Linked DNA regions of Sus scrofa: region 1 is linked to region 2. A link is a contact called in public Hi-C data. All regions are on one chromosome and are shown on one strand. The core of a region is the stretch at or near the end of the contact, and the rest is flanking DNA. Distances in the headings are between cores, read along the strand shown. Region 1 has its middle 17 kb from the start of ROCK2. Region 2 has its middle 17 kb from the start of NTSR2.

Evidence for each region. A called contact is a pair of places that touch in the nucleus more often than the background predicts.
Region 1: a Hi-C map of skeletal muscle shows a contact between it and region 2, with 5 times the contacts expected there. A contact is called at or near these places in 1 of 47 Hi-C or Micro-C datasets (skeletal muscle) and 1 of 2 datasets of targeted methods (skeletal muscle).

Annotation. Positions count from the first base shown.
Region 1 is chr3:125,334,233-125,338,168 of Sscrofa11.1, reverse strand. No RefSeq gene overlaps it. Among named protein-coding and RNA genes, the nearest start is that of ROCK2, 17 kb to the left of the region's middle.
Region 2 is chr3:125,063,284-125,067,357 of Sscrofa11.1, reverse strand. It overlaps a transcript of LPIN1 not described here. Among named protein-coding and RNA genes, the nearest start is that of NTSR2, 17 kb to the left of the region's middle.

The DNA of each region.
Region 1 (3,936 bases), core at 294-2,793, 270 kb before region 2:
GTTGCCATGAGCTGTGGTGTAGGTCGAAGATGCGGCTCGGATCTGGTGTTGCTGTGGCTGTGGTGTTGGCTGGCAGCTGCAGCTCCATTTTCACCCCTAGCCTGGGAAGTTCCATATGTTGCAGGTGCAGCTCTAAAAAGAAAAAATATATATTTTATATATTATTGTATTTTATTTTGGCCAAGACCAAAACGTACTTTATTTTATTTTGTGCAGCCATTTAATGTGGGATCTCAATTCTCAGACCAAGGACTGAACCCGGGCTACTGAACCTTGATGGAAAGTGCAGCCTCACTCGCTCCTGGCATGCCTTAGCTCCTTTTCTGACTGTAGTTTCTTCATACCAGTTGTCACTTAATATTGTGTATAGCTTAATGTTTGCTCATGAGCCTTCTCTCTTACCTCAAAGGAATGCAGACTCCACGAGGGTAAGAAGAATTAGGGTTTGTCTGTTTTGTTCACTGCCATGTAGTGGGAGAACCATGAGTCTGACACTTGATAGACGTCCATCTTTTTTTGTTTGTTTGTTTGTTTTGTTTTGTTTTTGTTGGACACACCCGAAGCATGCAGAAATTTCTAGGATGGAACCCGAGCCACAGCAGTGACAACACCAGATCCTTAACCCTCTAGGCCACCAGGTAAGCATTCATTCTTTATTGAACAAAAGCATAAACAAATAGATTTAGTTATTTGGAAAAACACATTTAAATTTAATTAAATTTCATTTACTTATTTTTTCTTTTCAGGGCCACACCTGCAGCAGATGGAAATTCCCAGGCTAGGGGTCAAATCAGAACTGCAGCTGCTGGCCTACGCCACAGCCACAGCAACACCAGATCCGAGCGGCAACTGCACCCTGCACCTACACAGCAACTCACAGCACCGCTGGATCCTTCATCCACTGAGCGAGGCCAGGGAATGAACCCGCATCCTCATGGATACTAGTTGGGTTCTTAACCCGCTGAACCACAATGGGAACTCCAAACACATTTAAATTTTAAAAAGTCATTCTATGGAAACACTGGCTAAAGGCAAAAAAGCTACATGAGAATTTCAAAGCATAGGCGCATGAAGTCATTGGCAAATATCTGTTAAGGTCACGCCGTATGGAGACATTATGCATTGGGGATTCGCTTATCTCGCTCACATTCACATGCTGGGGTGCCCTAAAACACCAAGTGTTCCACATACAGAGTCACTGACACACTTGAGAGGCACGCAAACATTCATGAATGCACACACGCTCATGCACACACTCACACACGCCACAGGCAACCTTCTGGCTCCTCCTGCAGTCTACCTTAGAGCTTTGGGGGTTTTTTTGTCTACCTTAGATTTTACCAGCTCTCTTCCATGAAGGTTTGACAAGTCTAGTCTCTGTCTCCTTCCGAGAATTCTTAGAAGTAGGAAGTGATGATATTGATTAGAAATGCTAGTGTTTCCCATGAGTGAGTCTCGAATCAACCTCTAACCACCATGTATTGTGATGCTGGAGGCAGAGACGGGATCCTAGAAAGTGCCCTGGACATGGAGCCAGAAAACTTGAGTAGGAGCCCTGGATCCGTCGTTTAAGAGCTGAACGATCTTGGCAAGTTCCTTAACCACAAATACCTCCCTCGGAGGTTTTTTTGGGGCAGGACTTTGTAAGCTATAAAGTGCTCTACAATTTCAAGAAATCATCGTTATTTTGTTAAGAAGTAAAAAGTGCGTGACGTGTCCCCAGCATTAGAGGGGACATCGGATCCTGATGACTAATGATGCTTGAAATGCATGGGTATCAATCTCGAGATCTTGGCCAGCTTCACTCTTATGTAATTTGTTGTGTGACCTTCAGTTGAGGCCCTCGTGAGGGCCTCGGTTTCATCATGTACAAAAAGGGATTCCACCCCGTGCCAGCAAGCTGGGATCATCTCTCTGACTCTGATTGCAACTGACAGAATCTGCAGGCCTGTAGCAGTACATTGGGCTGGCTTCCAACCCATCCTGCAGCCTGACCTGGTAGTTTTCTAAATGCAAAACCGTCACCTTTCTTCATTCATTCACGCCTTCATTCATTTCTCCGACAAATACTTGCTGAACCTTAATTATATGGCCGAGGCCCTATTAGATGCTGGAGATAAAAAAGCACCATCAGGAGTTCCCGTCGTGGCTCAGTGGTTAATGAATCCAACTAGGAACCGTGAGGTTGCGGGTTGGATCCCTGGCCTCGCTCCGTGGGTTAAGGATCCCGGCATTGCTGTGAGCTGTGGTGTAGGTCGCAGACGCGGCTTGGATCCTGCGTTGCTGTGGCTGTGGGGTAGGCTGGTGGCTACAGCTCCGATTAGACCCCTAGCCTGGGACCCTCCATATGCTGCGGGAGCGGCCCTAGAAAAGGCAAAAAGACAAAAAAAAAAAAAAAAAAAAAAAAACCAACCATCAATGATCCAAGTGGAGCCGGAGAACCTGGTTCATAAGCACATCGCTGCTGTCCTCACGGGGAGCCATGAGAAGACAGGAGCACAATGCAGGTGCGCACAGAAGGTGCCGGGAGGCCCGACTCACTCTGGGAGACCCCGAGGCAGCTTCATACAGAGATGCCTTTTGTTGGGACCTCAGGGAACAGGTGGGAGGTAGCCAGGCAGGGGCTGGCGACAAACATGTCATTAAAGTAGGCAAAGAATGTGAAAAGCTTCAGGAACATTTCGCTTGGGCAGTTTAATTAGCACTTGTGCTGTATCTACTTCGTGCAAAGCCCGGTAAAGTTTTTCAGGGAAATAATAGGAAGCGGATAGGCTAGAGCTGAGAGTTATATTGTAAAGCACATGAATGCCATGCTCAGGACAGCCGTCTAGCTTTGTTGAATGCAAACAGGGAGATTACGAAACATGATCCCTTTGTGTAAAATTATTGACGTTATCATTCGATCAACGAATGTGTAGTGCTAACGGCAGCATATGAAACACTGCGGCAGATGCAATAACAAATAGACCGAATCCCTGAGTGGAACATGCTCCATAACCTGTGATATATGCTCTGATTACAGGCGCTCCAAGCAGGAGGGCTGGATCTAACCTGGGAAGACAGGTAGCCGCGGGAGGACTTCCCGGAGGAGGTGACATTTTAAGCCGAACATCTAAGGGTGAACGGAACCTACCTAGGTGGCTGGAGGGGGAAGTGTCCCAAGCAGAAGCAGAAGCAGAAGGGCGTATGAAGGCCTGGAGACCCGAGGAAGGAGCAGGAGACATCAGTGAGCCTGCGGAAGAGTCCGAGGTAGGGATGTGGCCGAGGGTCCAAGCTGTTTGGGCTTCATCTCAAGAAACCACTGGTGGATTTTAAGCAGGGGAGTGAATGACATGATGATATTTGTAATTTTTTTTTTTTTTGGCTTTTTAGAGCTGGACTTGTGGCATATGGAAGTTCCCAGCCTAGGGGTCGAACTGTAGCTGCAGCTGCCTGCCTAACGCCACAGCCACAGCAATGTGGAATCTGAGCCACGTCTGTGACCTACACTGCAGCTCACAGCAACGCCAGATCCTAACCCACTGAACAAGGCCAGAGATGGAACCCGCATCCCCATGGATACTAGTTGGGTTCTTAACCCACTGAGCCACAACAGGAACTCCAAGCTTTGTATTTGGATCTGTGTATCTATATCTACGCGATTGAAAGGTCCCACTTCACCCGCTTGGTATATCACCCTTCCTGAATATTCCAATCCTGATGGCCAGGAGCCCCCGCACCCAGATTTTTAGAAGAAAGATTCTGTTTTTGAGATTCTCTTCTCCAAATATTTCCTTTTGTAAAAAGTCGAGATAAAATTGACATATAACCCTGTGTAAGTTTCAGGTCCAGCATGTTCATTTGACGTACTCATCACTGCCCTGTGATGACCGTCGCAGGGTCAGCCCACCCCCCACCACATCACATAATTATCATTTCTTTTTTGTGGTAAGAACC
Region 2 (4,074 bases), core at 933-3,432:
GGCCTCGAATCTGAAAGGTAGCCAGCAAGCCAGGAGCTACGTGAGATGAGGCAACACGTACCGTGTAACACACATCATGTCTTCCTTTGTGTTCACTCATCTTCAAGTGGAGTTCCCTCTGTGGCGCAACAGGACGGTCGTGTCTTGGGAGAGCTGGGACACAGGTTCAAGCCCTGGCCCGGCACAGTGGGTTAAAGATCTGGCATTGCCGTAGCTGTGGCTGGGATCTCATCCCTGGCTCGGGAACTCCATGTGTCGAGAGGTGGCCAAAAATGATACAATAAAATAAAATATCAAATGATGTGGCAGAAGGCTGGGGTAGTTAGGCTTCAGACGGTGAGCACGGCCAGGTTCAAAGAGGGAAGGAGTTGGCAGGAGGTAGCTCAGGATGTCAGCTTTTTGTGGCAGGTGGGCCTGGAGCTAAACCTGAGAGCTGGGAAGGGGGTGCTCAGAAGGAAGAAAGAGAAAAAAAGAAGGGTTGCCCAGGTTTTGATTTGGAGAGCCCCAGGCACCCACTTCCTGACCCGTGCCTTAGGTCAGGCTCACTCTTGGCCCTGAAAAATGCGGGGGGGGGGGGGTTCCAGCTCCAGAGACCAGCTCAGATCCAGGGCCACCCCTGGGTCCGCAAGAGCCAGCTTGGCACCAGTCTGTGGTTCACAAACTTTATGGTTCATGTTGAATTTCCAGTGAATTGATCCTTTCCCCACAGCTCCTTCTACATTTTTCATAAAGCTGCAAAGAGAAAAATTAAATAAGACTTTACAGACCTCGGCTGACGTCCCTCGCGGGAGGCCAGCAAAGGCGGCTTATTAGCCCGAGTGGTGAAGATGAAGAACGGGCGGGTCTCAGAGGCTGAGAGCGCGGAGGTGGGAGGGGAGGCGGAGCAGGTGCAGGGCGGCGCACCCATCTCCTCTCCTCTGCTGGGGTCGGGGGCCAGGAAGGGGGTGCCCATGGCTCTCCGAATGGAAACCTGACATAAGGGGGCGAGTCTGGGGGGCTCGGGCCAGACCGCAGCACGTGGCCACCTTGTCTTTTTTCAAGGAAGAAATTTTGTGATGCAGAGCCTGGGGGGACGAGGAGTGTTGGGGGTGACGGGTGATGGTGCCAGAGGTTCACAGAGGCACAGCGGGACAACCGACAGGGACATGTGAGCAAGTGGGAGCTGATGTGACCGTTTCCTGGGAAAGAGCACTGGTTGTCCTGAGAGAAGGCACTTCCTGCTTCGGGGCGATGGCGACATCAGAGGAGATAACACTTCTCTCCCTCCCCCCTCCTTCCCCCGCAGCTTCTTTTGGGAACTTGGCACACATGGCCTTTAGTTGTAGTTGTTGCAGGACGGGTCTCTGGTACCCAGCAAGCGCTTGGCGTTTGTTGAGGGAACAGGTGAATGAATGAAATGACAAAGTGGCACCCAGGTCTTCGTCATTTGTTGGTGAGCTCTCGCCTGGCCTGATCTGCATGTACGTACTGAGGCTCCTCGGCCCACTCCTGGCACTGCCCGCTTTGCCCTGTGGCCTGGGGGCGGAGCTATGTCGAATGCCCAATGTCCAAATTTCCAGAACGCGTCTCTCCACGTGCTCCCGTCATACTAAATCCTGCTCCATCTCCTGCCTTTTGATCTGTCCTTAAAACAGTTCAATTGCTTGAGGTTTTGTTTTTTGGTTTTTGTTTGTTTGTTTGTTTCTCCTTTCTGAGCTGCCTGAGATCCTTTTTGGATTTGTTAAAGGATATAAGCAAATAACAACCAAAAGCTTGGAATAAAAATACCTAATGTCTTTTTTTTTTTTTTTTTTTTTTTTTTTTTTTTTTTTAATGTAGACAGGGCTGCCAGAAAAGCAGGATGCACGGGGACCGAGACAGTCCTGGTCTGTGGAGCTGTAGTCCGGGTGGGGGCGGGGGCTGCAGAGTGACGTCTCCTCCAGCAGGGACAGCAGGGTGGCGGAGGCAGGAGGGGCGCCTCTGAACTTCTGCAGGGTTTATGTGACCAGGATGAAGGGAGCAAGACCCTCTGTCAGGAGGAGAGGAACGTAGAGAATGGGAAGAGTCTGGACGTCCGGGTTCCAGGCTCGTGGTGTGGCTCTGAGCAGACCTGCTGTCACTTTGGAGCCCCGACCCCTCCCCCACAGGGCGGTCAGCAGCCAGAAGAGACTCTGCAGGCTCAGGAGTGCCGCCTCTGAGCAGCTAAGCTCACTGTTGCTCGAGCTTATCGGGAGCCTTTGGCGAATGGTGCCTGGCGGGGCTGCCCTGCAGGGACCTGCGGTTTGTGGTCTCTGCACAGAGAGCTGCTGGCTCAGGGGCAACGGGGGGGGGGGGGGGCCTGGAGAGGGGGCAGAAATCTAACCTGGGCTCCGCTCACCCATCCTGCTGGGCCCTGGGACTGAGGGTGGCTGGGACGATCGGGAGGAAGGGGCACCGTTTTGGATTCTGTTCCTCCAGAGGGGTGCTTTTGTTCACTCTGCCCAGCGGGGCCCCGTGTGCCCACCCTGGTCCAGGGCGTTGGGCTGACCGCGGTTTGTAGCACCTGCAGTCCCCGCTGCGGACCCCTTGCTGTCAGTGAACACATCTGCAGACCCCTCCCTGTAAATAAAGTCAAACTGAGGCCACTTGGGAAATGCAGAGATGACAAGTTTGGTGCCCTTCCTTCTCAAGCTCCCACACGAACCACCTCCCTGCCAGCCCCCACCTGCCCTCTCTCCACCGTCACCCCAGGGCATAGGTTGACACCTCCCTGCCAGCCCCCACCCGCCCTCTCTCCACCGTCACCCCAGGGCATAGGCTGACACCCCTCCCCCTCCTGCGGGCCGTCCAAGATGATCGCATTGGCATCACAGGCTGGAATGCTTTTTGGAGCAAACTGGAGTCACCATCTCTGGATTTCAGCCCTTGAGTGTGGCCTTGGCCGGGAGGACCCTATTTCCAGGCTCTTACATCCCTCAGGCCCTGCCTGTGCCTCCCTTACTCTGTGGAAGTGCAGCCCTTTGCAGGGAGCGTCTCACTACTGTCTTTTGGTCCCTGGTGTCTCCTGTCCAAAAACGCCCTCGAGGCGCTGTCACAGTGGGACCCCGGACAGGGCACACCCGGGCAGGGACGGTGTTGTTTTGTTCCATCATACCAGAAGTGGGGCCACATGAAAGATGAATCAATCAATATATAAAACATCCCAGCCCACAAGGAGAGAGTTTTGTTGAAAGGCTGAGTGAATTATTTTTACCGAAGGTGATTTGAACTTCACAGTCGTTCGGAATAAAGGAAATGGGACTTGGCTTGTTGGCGTCCGCCCCTGCCTTGACCTGGGCAGAAACGGAGTTTATTAATAGCCATTTAATGGACACTTCACAGTCAAAGGTGAAGCAAGATGGGATCAGGTTTCTGGGTTTGGTCCAATGAGAGATGCCCAGCGGGTGAGGGGTCACCAGATGGAAAGAGAAGGAACAGGAAGTCTTGCAGGCTGACCTTTGGGCAGCCACCTGGTAGCAGAGTATTTTGGCAAACATATGCGTTATCTGTAATTTATGGATAAGCGAAAGTGCTTTCAAAATGAGCGCTGTCGGATGTGTTATTGTTGTTGCTGTTCACTGGGGGCTTCCTATAAGCCAGGCGCCCAATGCGATGCTTTTCTTTTTGTTATCAGCCTTCCGGGTGGATTATTACCCTGAGTTTCTACACAGAGGAGCTTAGAGGGATGACTTCAGTGGCGGGAGGGCTCCCACGGAGCAGTGAAACCATTATTCCAGTGAGGGTTTCCTGCTTCCAAAGATCTGCTTTCTCCACGGGAAATGCTGCCTTCCTATTTTCCTCTGGAAGCATTTGCAGGAATGAGCACTAACTTAGGAGGGAGCTTGTCTCCCAGATGCACGTCTCTGCTTAGCCCTGAGGCTCAGGGTTAGAGGTTTGTTTGTTTGTTTGTTTGTTTCGGCCGCCCACGGCATGTGGCATTCCCAGGCCAGAGATCAGATTCAAGCCACGGTTGTCACCTAAGCCGCAGCTATGACAACGCCGGATCCTTAACCCACTGTGCCAGGGATCGAACCCGCGGCCCCAGCACTCCACAAACGCCGCTGATCCAGTTGCGCC